2 separate regions of the Xenopus laevis genome follow, and region 2 is linked to region 1. Evidence: chromatin contacts called from public Hi-C data. All regions are on one chromosome and are shown on one strand. Each heading gives the region's core, a stretch centred on a gene start, on an enhancer-like site or on the middle of the called end of the contact. The rest is flanking DNA. Distances are from core to core; before and after follow the strand shown.

What was found. A called contact is a pair of places that touch in the nucleus more often than the background predicts.
Region 2: a Hi-C map of animal cap shows a contact between it and region 1, with 5 times the contacts expected there. The contact joins the promoter of wnt10a.L here to the enhancer-like site in region 1. A contact is called at or near these places in 3 of 4 Hi-C or Micro-C datasets (the XL177 cell line, the XTC cell line and animal cap).

What each region holds. Positions count from the first base shown.
Region 1 is chr9_10L:63,045,514-63,050,796 of Xenopus_laevis_v10.1, reverse strand. No RefSeq gene overlaps it. Among protein-coding and RNA genes, the nearest start is that of cdk5r2.L, 17 kb to the right of the region's middle. Within about 2 kb of position 3,721, at least 1 of the 7 cell types and tissues checked has an H3K27ac peak or open chromatin away from gene starts, as enhancers often do.
Region 2 is chr9_10L:63,100,110-63,105,564 of Xenopus_laevis_v10.1, reverse strand. It overlaps wnt10a.L (Wnt family member 10A L homeolog), which reads left to right and starts at 3,846. Exons shown (of 4, transcript NM_001098716.1): 1 at 3,846-3,998. The coding sequence starts at 3,934.

The sequences.
Region 1 (5,283 bases), core at 2,472-4,971:
ATAATTCATCTCCAGCAAAGCTTGATACCCACCCCCCCTTCAATTTTATCACACACACAAGCACCCTCTTGTGTTTGTAGAGGAAAAGTGTTTTAAGTGCAATCATGAGTCACTCCCTGGGAAAGACTAAACAAGCCTGCTCAACCTGCTGCCTCCAAATGTTGTTAAACTGCAACTTCCAGAACTTTAGTGGTTGTTGGGCACAAGTTTCAGATCAATAATAGCATCTCAGGGTCCAGCGGCTGACCATTTTTGGAAAACTATATGGATGATATTATTCTTTTTACTATGTGGCCTTAAAATTCTAGATACATAGGGGCAAATTCACTAAGCTTCGTAGTTGCGCCAGCTTCCGATTCGCCACACTTCTCCAGGGGTATTTTCGCCAGCGCTACGCAAATTCACTAAAATCCGAAGTTGCGCTCAGGGGAAGCGTAAGGTTGCGAAGTTGCGCTAGCGTTAATTCGCCAAGCAAAGCGAAGTTACGCTAGCGATGCTTAATTTGCATACAGCGCCAAATTGAAGTTACAATGTAGGTATATGTAGCAGAACTACACAAGCCTGGGAAACCTTCAAAACAGCAATTAAAATTTTTATTTTGCCCTACACATGTGCCCACTGTATAGTTAAGGTGCCATAAGTTAGGAAATGTAGGGGGGGAAGGAAGGTAGCCCCAAAAAAGATTTCTATCTTTTTCAGCCTATCACCCATAAAAAAAGAAAAAACGCCAGCGTTTTTTGGGACTTAGAAAAAATTTGAACTTTTTTTGAAGCAATCCCTATCTACTCTATTGCACTTCGCCTGGTCTGAGGTGGCAAAGGAAGTCTGGCGTAAAAGGTAGCGTTCAGAATAATTTGCGCGTCAGTGAATTTGCGTAGTTACGTCCGTTGCGCAAATTCACCAGACGTAAGGGTGCGAAGTAACACTAGCGAATTTACGCCAGCGTCCGTTAGTGAATCGGCGAATTAACGAAAATGTGCTACGCTAGCGAATTAACGCTAGCGTTAGGCCCTTCGTCGTTTAGTGAATTTGCCCCATAGTGTGTTTTCTTTCCTCTCTCTCTGTCCTAAACTTAATCTCTTGCTCTCCATCCCCTAAAATTAATCTCTCTCTCTCCCCTAAACTTAATCTCTCTCTCCCCTAAACTTAATCTCTCTCTCTCTCAGGCTGTGTAGAGGTATATAAACCAGAATGGGGATACTGAAAACAAGAAAAAGCAGTAAAATCCCACACTACCTTACTAAAATTAATTGAAATCTAATTATATAAGATCTCAATAATAAGCTTTTTTTAAAAAAAGGGTTTGAAGGCTCGCCGACGCACATTCGCTTAGCCTTTATCAAGGCAAAGATAAAGCGTAAGCGAAACGTGCGTCGGTGAGCCTTCAAACCCTTTTTTTAAAAAAAGCTTATTATTGAAATATTACCTTTTTAAACTTTGATTGAATCTCGGATCTAGAGAAATTCAATGGAATTGTAGCGCTACTAGCGCAGCATTCATTCCTTATATTCTCTTTTATCTCTAAGGCATTTAGGATTTGTTGATTTTATAGCAAAGTTAGCTCTCCTTACAAGACAGTTAAATGTAGTAACGAGACCACAGTCCTCAGTGTTCTGCCTTTCTCCCACGTGTGGTGTCCGAGGGCTTAGATCAACGCAGCTAGTTTCTTCGGGACAACTCCACCTCTATACTATTTTCTAACTTTTATTCATGAATTGCTGACGCTTTATTTTTAATTGTTTAATACCATGAACTCACTTTAAAATTATAACTACAACACTAGCACCTTATTTAATTCATATAAGAACCGTGAACTTTTAGATTATTCATCAATTGTGTGTAGATAGATTTTATTGTGGGTCACATCATCTGATTTCTAGCACTTGAGCACCTTAATCTTTTTAATTATTTATATATAACACAATCGATTGAAATACTATTAATTGTATGTTGGTGCTAAATTGATTGAGAACGAAGCATATGTTTATAATAGCACTAAGCACTTATATAATTAGATCTCAATTAATTTTAGTAAGGTAGTGTGGGGTTTTACTGCTTTTTCTTGTTTTCAGAATAATGAAATATACTGTAATGTAATTCTGAGAAACACTTTTTAATGCATATTTAGTTTAGTTTAAACATGTAGTGGAGAGCTTTTTACTATTGCAACTGTTACTTAAAGTAGTTTTCAGTCCCTTTCTATATTCTGCAATGCTGCATCTGACTCTAGAAAAGATCAGTACAAACTAGCTAACTAACAGACTAGTGAAGATTCACACAAGGCATTGCAGGAGACTTGGCTAGAGGACAGCTGGTTTCAGCTATATAGTTACAACCAGCTGTGCAGACAAAATATTATTTTTAATTGCAAATTCACTTGCAAAATTTAAAGGGAAAGCTCACTCCAATTGCAGAGTTCACTTTATGCAAAAGCTATCAGTGATTTTACCAGGAACAAAGAGACAAATAAATTCACTTTCATTATGCAAAAAATAAAAATTGGGTGGAACCTTCCTTTTGATAAATTGCGAACTTGGTGTAATGATGGGCGCATCTGACTAGTTTAGCTTAGCTGAAAATTCACAAAACATCATCTTTTCAAGTCAATGGGAGTTTCCTTCATTCAACAATTTTTCAAACATGACAACATTTTTTTAAACTATACATTAGAGTCTATGGGCATTCTTTTCTCCCCGAAACAAGGCACAAAAAACCCAAAAACACTTCGCTCAGCCCCACATACGACTCCTGCCAATGGTTAAAGGATTGCAGGAGGGAACACATAGGGCTGGTCCTGTAAGGTTCCTGATATTATTTTGCCATAAAGAGCCTTCAGTGGTTAGTAGCAGCTTGAAAGTCAAAAACAGCCATAGTGCCACAAGGATATAATGTTAATGTTACCCAGGGTCGGACTGGGCCTGCGGGGCACTGGGAAAAAACCCGGTGGGCCCCCGGCTCTTGTGGGCCCTGCTGGCCAAGGTCCGCACCCACATCTGCTTCTTAAAGCCGCAACCTCCAACAATAAATATAAATTTTATGCATAACCGGTGCATGTGCATGCACACAACTACGGCGCCGATCACATGCGCGCCGCACGTGCCAGTTTGACCCTGTTACCACTTTAGCCCAGCTGGCCCTTTTTGACATTACTGTTGTCATCCTTTCTTGCTATCTTAAATTCTTCCTGCCTATTGTACAACTCCATTACTGTAATGGCTATTTTAGCTGCTTGGCCCACAATCATTCTTGTTGGCTACTGATGAGCAAATTTTTTCATCAGCCACAGAATTGTGGAAAAATTCTGCATGTAGCCAGTGGCAAATTTTTTTTGCGAAACTGCAGCAAAAATTTGCTGCGGAAAAAACGCTCATTGACTTTAATGCATTTGGACAAAAAAGTCACAGAGACAAAGTAGGCACAAGAAAAAACACCCATTGACTTTAATGCATTTGAAGCAAGAAAAATTGTTGCAGCGTAAAAATTTTACTTCAATGCATTTTGTTAATTTTTTGCCAAAGCAAAACAGGACAGATTCACTCATCTAGGTCAGAAAAATTTCAGCCCTCAGTTCCACAGAAGTTGGACAGCACTGATGTAGAGGAACACAAGTTAGATATATTTGTTTGGTATGGCAATTAGGGAAACAGATTAGGTCTAGCAAGTCTTATCTGTTACAAACCTGCAACCACAAGTCGTTTTGACAAAATGCATCCACCCCTCTGGGAATACAATCTGGGACTGGTGCACAAGCACAGCCTAGGGGAGGTTTAGTAGAATGCATGCTCTACCTGTAAGCAGCAGAAATATATGCACTGCTGTAGGTCAAGGTTGTTGTATAGTCAGCAGCAAGTAGGGTTACCTGCTCATTCCAGTCATGGCGGCGTTTGATTAGTAAGGAGTTAAAATGCATATTACATGGCTGCTTAGAATCAGTGCAGTCTGCAGAATTTATGTTTGCTTCCGACTAAGGCAGGCATGTCCAAAATGCAGCCTGGGGCCAAATGCGGCCATCTTCAAATTTACACTGGCCCAGCCTCCATCATGAAATTAATAATAATGCGGCCTGCCAGCACAGTGCAATCAGGAATCACGTAGCAGTAATATTTGGGCATATTAGTGAAATGATCTGCCACTTGGTCTATACTGCTGCCTGTGTGCTGAAGAAGTTAGCAATAGACACGTACTTTCACTTAGTGATTCACCGCTTCACATACTTCTTTAGAGCTGAAGGTGTCAATAGACGTACGGACGTGCCAGTACAGTAAATTACATGCCAGTATGTGTCTATTGCTAACACCTTCAGCACACAGGCAGCAGTATAGACCAGGTGGCAGATCATTTCACTAATGTGCCCAAATATTACTGCTACGGCTAGGCGATTCCTTGTTTAAAGGGGTTGTTCACCTTCAAACAACTAGTTGTTATCAGATAGATCACCAGAAATAACGACTTTTTCCAATGACTTTCTATTTTCTATGTCACGGTTTTTCTAATATTGAAGTATAAAGTGTCATTTCTCTCCTTCTGAAGCAGCTCTGGGAGGGGGGGTCGCCGATCCTGTAAACTGTTCTAAATTGATACATTTAGTTGATACATTTCTTATCTTTGTCCCTGCTGAGCAGAATCTCTGGGTTTCATTACAGGCAGCTGTTAGAATTGATACAATTGTTGCTAATACTCCAGAGATGCTGCTGAGAAATGTATCAACTAAATGTTGCAAAATTGTAACAGTTCAGAATCTGCACCTGGATTACTGAGCTGTCAGACTCAAACACCAGAGACAGGAACATTCAACTTTAAACTTAGATTTTGGAAAAAACGTAAAAAATAAATAGTGGAAAGTAATTGGAAAAAGTCATTATTTCTAGGGAACAATCTAAAAACAACTAAATTGAAAAAAGTGTTTGGAAGGTGAACAACCCCTTTAAATTAGTTAAATGATGTTAATGGTTCAAAGAATGTCAGGCTGAATGGTCACATTTTCACCTCACGAAATCTGGCCCTCATTGCAAAAAGTTTGGACACCCCTGGACTAAGCAGTCATGCTGCAGGTGAATTTTTCATAAGCCAGTTCTACTCTGGGTCAGTTCAGTTTCTGCTACATTGTTTTGGAGTCAAAATAAGCAGAAAATTTAAAATTCTTAAAGCATTTGTGTTAGATAGTTGCCATTTTTTTTTTTTTTTAAAAAAAAGGAAGGGTTGTGGAGTTGCCCTTTAAAGGGTTAATGAAGTCAGTTTGCTCTGGCAGAAATGTATTAGAATTCTTTGCATGGGGCGCCTGGA
Region 2 (5,455 bases), core at 2,597-5,096, 55 kb before region 1:
ATAGCTATAGCAACAGCAAAAGGATTAACTGGATTAAGGGATACAAAAAGTTAAAACAAAATTACGCAATTACGCAGTTACGCATGCTGCATACTAATCCAACTGTAGGCTCTACGTGGTTAGCCAGTGTTGTTGTTAAGGGGTTAACATGCAAGACTACAAGTCCCAGCATGCACTGGAATGTAAGTGATGAAACATCAGAGGGGTATTAGGGATGCGGGTAAAAGAAAGGACAGTTAGGCTGTTGAGAACAGTAGAAGAAAAAAAGGAAATCAGATTATTCAGGTGTCACAAATCCATAAATGCAAATTGCTTTATTCATTAAATAGCTCAGGGTTTAAGGCTGCGAGCATGAGGGAAACTATGTTCTCTTTGCAAATCAGATTTTCTAACACTTGGCTTAGAAAGAATCCATGATGAGCTCTTGCTTTAAATGTCACCTTTTCATTTCTTAGTTCAGTTCTTTGATGCATAAAAAGCTATGATGTTTTTTTTATCTCCCTAATGGTTATTACTGAACAATAACTTTAGGGCCACACATTAATAAAATGTATTGCCATCTTTTATTGTCATACTTAGTGATGGGCGAATTTATTCGCCAGGCGCGAATTCGTAGCGAATTTGCGCGTTTCGCCGCCAGCGAATAAATTTGCGAAACGCCCGCAAAAATTCGCCGGCGTCAAAAAAAAATTTTCCGGAAAAACGGACGCCGGCGTCAAAAACAGGCGCAGTCGTCGAAAAAACGGGCGCCGGCGTCAAAAACGAGAATTTTTGAATTTTTAGGCGTTTTGCGAATTTCGCGTGAAATTCGCGAATTTTACGCGCGCAATTTCGCCCATCACTAGTCATACTCTTGCCCTTGTATACCTCCTGCCCCATGTCCTGTCTACTTCTGCTGCAGCAATCTAAACTGCCTCTACTCTCTGGACCCCCCTTTCAATTCTGTCTTTATATGTCTTCCTGTGCTTTCTGGGTACCCACAGCATTTCTCTGGCATTAAAAGCTACCCACAACAAGGAGTATGGATCCAGCATCCTAGTAGGTCTATCTAGGAGTTCTTATCATATTAGCCATGAGAGATGCACAGATCCTATGCTCAGCCACCCAGCTCCTCGTACACTCATTTCCTCTCTTCTAACCAAAACTACTGTTGCTTTTATTGAACCCTTTGGATACCACAGCATGAAAAGTACTTGCTCAGACTGGCAGTGAAAGGGTAAACATGCACATTTACCATTTGCAGACATTTCATAAATAAACATAGCTCAAGGAGACCAAATTAAATACAAATGTCACCACAAAACAATGCAAAGTTTTGAGGCTCAGTTTCAGCTAAGCAGATTGTCTTGAACTACCCAGAATTACTCAACAGTCTTTGACTGAAAGTTGTAGTTGAACAACTGGAGGGCTCCACATTTTACATGCCTACTCTTTATGTAGGACTGCTAGTCAGACAAAGGTGGAACCAATGTTAACGGTTAGTAATGGAAATAATCTAGTTGTAACGGTAGTGCAAAGTAACAACATACTGTACATAATGTATTTAGTTTCAGCAGAGGAACAGAGTAGTATCAACTTAATTCTACATTGCATCATATATCAGAAATTAAATAATTTCAAAGGGTGTTAGTTTGTAGTGTTGCCACTAAACTCAAACATCCCACAGATCAGAAAGGCGTTTTGAGTGTGGCAATGTGTTAAACCATTTTTCTGACAGGAAAGTGCTAAAAATGTGAAACAAATGCTAGGGATTCAAGGCACCATCTTTCTTTACTCTACTTACTATCCCACAGCCACAGCCCCAGAGACTATTGTCCTCACTACTACTATAGACACCATCTCTCCCTACTATACCTGCTATCCCACAGCCACAGTCCCTTCCCTGTAGCTATTATCCCCACTGCTACTATAGGCACCATCTCTCCCTACTATACCTGCTATCCCACAGCCACAGTCCCTTCCCTGTAGCTATTATCCCCACTGCTACTATAGGCACCATCTCTCCCTACTATACCTGCTATCCCACAACCACAGTTCCTTCTCAGAGACTATTATCCCCACTGCTACTATAGGCACCACCTCTCCCTACTATACCTGCTATCCCACAACCACAGTCCCTTCCCTGTGGCTATTATCCCACTGCTACTATAGACACCATCTCTCCCTACTATACCTGCTATCCCACAGCCACAGTCCCTTCCCAGAGACTATTATCCCCACTGCTACTATAGGCACCATCTCTCCCTACTATACCTGCTATCCCACAGTCACAGTCCCTTCCCAGAGACTATTATCCCCACTGTTACTATAGGCACCATCTATCCCTACTATATATCTGCTATCCCTGAAGATGGCCATAGACGTCAGATTTTATTGTTTGTATGACGAACATTCAGATATCAATCGTTTGTTTTAATGCAACAATCTAAAACTAACCATTCATGTTTTAATTGTAGGATTAAGTAGGGAAAACAACACATCAGACAATGTTCTGCCCATTAATTGACAGACAGGAATTGTATGAAAGTTATGTCCCAGAAATAGCAGTGACAGTCACCCACCGTTATCATCAGATACAATACATGCAAAGATATTCTTGTTATCTAACAGAAATCGTATGATTGGTACAATTATATCTGGTGTCTATGGCCAGCTTTAGCCTATCTATTGCTACTATGGATATCATCTTGCCAAACTAATTAAAAAAGTTTAGCATCACGGTTTCTGTTCCTCCACATCCAACTGAATACCTGCAGTTAACAATTTGCTACCTAACTGCCACAAAGACTAAAATATCAGAAAAAAGCAGCAAAGGAGAACACTGCATTTATCTCTCCCAGCGTATATCTAACATAGGACATTACTAATCAGATAGCCCTCAGATAGCTATTTTCAGGGACTTGATTTAAAACTAAGTTTTTTTCACTGAATATGACACACGTCTCCCAGAGGGCTCCTCTCTGAAACATGACAGTGGGGACCCTGGGCTCAGGCTTTTGACTAGAGGAGGAGGCAGGGGGTGTGTGACAGTTAGAGGAGAGGGTAATTTAAAGAGGAGGAGAGAAGCAGTTGAAGTGCAAGGAGGAGGATCACACAGACACACAGCAGGAGAGCTTAGAGCTGTGACAGCTCATCTGAAGGACACCGCCACTATCCCGGCAGTGAATACTTTTCATCAACTTAGTGACAACTTTTTGTGATGCACAGGGAACATTGGAAGGAGCCCAGAACAACTTGGACTTGGACAGGCAGAGGAGCACAAATGCAAAGGGCACACCAGAGAAGAACACACTAAGAAGGGGTCTCCCAGAGAGAAGCACACTGACAAGGGAAATCCCAGAGAGGAGCCGAGTGAAAAGGGTATACTAGAGAGTGGAGAGACAAGTGGCATCTTAAAGTGGAGCATAGAAAGGAGGGGCATCACAGAGGGTCATATAAAGAATAGTGCATCCCAAAGAGAGGGCATCCCCTATAGAGGCACATATTGAAAAGGGGCACCCCAGCCAGTACCACCAGGAGAAGGGGACATGCCACAAAGCAACAACCAGAGAAGGGAAATCCCAAACAAGCACATAGAGTAAGGGCACCCCAGAGAGAAAGGGTATAACAAAGGCTAAGCTAAATAAAGCAGAACACCAACAGGGCTACACTGAGCGGAGAATAGTGCAGTTCAGAAGTAAAGCTAAGGCTCATTAGAGTATGCTTTTAAGCTCAGACAGGTTTGGAAGAATCAAGCAATGAGACATCCTTGTTCCATGCCCTTCTCTGCCCATTGGCAAGTAAAGTCCTGATTTTACAGCTTGCTGTGGGCCAATTTACTCCTGCCGGTTCAAGGAAGATGAACCCTTGTGTCCAAGGGTCATGCATCAATGAGACCAAACACCAGCAGAGAGAAGGCTAAAGGAAAACCCCAGATCAACTGCAGAAGGCAACATGGCAAGGTGGCTACTAACCCAGGTCATTGTCACATTGGTGGGACTGCTGCTCATCATACGAAGGTAATATGACCATGTGTGCATGTGCTGTGCAACAACTGTACATCCAAACTACATAACCCAGAATCCTTGGCTATCTCTAATACTAATAGTTTAGACACAAGCCTGGTTCTCATGATCACACTATATGTAGGTATAGGCAACTTGTGGCTCTCCACATGTGATAAACCACAACTCTAAACACCCTGTGTGTGCCAAAGGTTGCTGGAATGTGTAGGTGTGGAATATATATGCTGTTAAAATGTATGTTTTTGTTTTGTTTGTTTTTTTAAACGTTGGATATTTCATATATGCCCAATGTGTTAAAGAATACTATGACATATTTATTTTAAGAGCCTAGAAAATAAGGAGACCTCCCCATACAATTCTACCCACCCAAAGGCTGCCCTGGCCATCATTTGCCAGTACCACAGTTACTATCTATTGTTGACAAAGTTCTGTATTTCTTTTTTACTTAGGATATAAAGACAGGTCCCTGGCATTCATAGGGTTAATCATGGGGTGTTCTGTTCTTCCCATCACATATAACAATGTAATCCTTTAAATAACAAAATACTATTGAGGTAAAAACTATCTTAGTTTATATAACTGTGTTTGCCATCACTGAGCCCCTTCACCGTTTCAGATATCAGCCTATGGCTTTAAAACTCCTACCCCAGGATTGCTAAAGGTTCAAATATGTCAAGTATCCGCTCTTGAATTATACCCGTTAAAGAGTTGAATCACTGTACTTTGCACCTTAGGGCTTGTTCACACCAAGAAAACTGTATAGAACTGAATCACAGAGATACAAATATGCCAGAGTTATATATTTAATTAATTAATGAAAGAAAGTGGCAAGACATTGGCAGCACAATATATAAGGGTGATGATGAGCACAATTGACAGAGTAAGGGCTTTGATAGTCCATAACCTTCTACAAACATCTACACTTGCTGTGCATACACCTGTCTGAAACCTGTATGGTGACTGCTGTATGCTGATTATTGGTTTCAGAAGAAAGCCCCATCCAATATAACTCCCCAAAAAGAAACTGCCCAGAATAAAGCAATGGGAGTTTCAAAGCCAACCTAGGTCAGGTGTAATGCAGAAAATCCAGTCACACAGGGAACCATGTCAATTAGGGAGGGCAATAAATCTGTCAGCTTGGGCTCTTAAAGAGATGCAACAGGGCTATTAGGCAGGGCTACTAGCACTATACGCCTTTTTATGGCACACAGGTGCTTCATTTTCTAGATTTTTTTTACTAATTAGACTTAAAGGGGAATATTGCTCTTGCAAATAACATTTTGAGAAAACATCTCTCTGCAGAATTAGAAGTAAAAATTTGCTGCGGGTGTCAAAGTTGTGGTTCTCTAGGTGCTGGGAATTACAACCCAATGGCAAATTCACAAGATTTACAGAGGAAGAGGATTCTGGGAGTTGCAGCTTTATGGGCCACTTGCACGTGGTATTTTGTT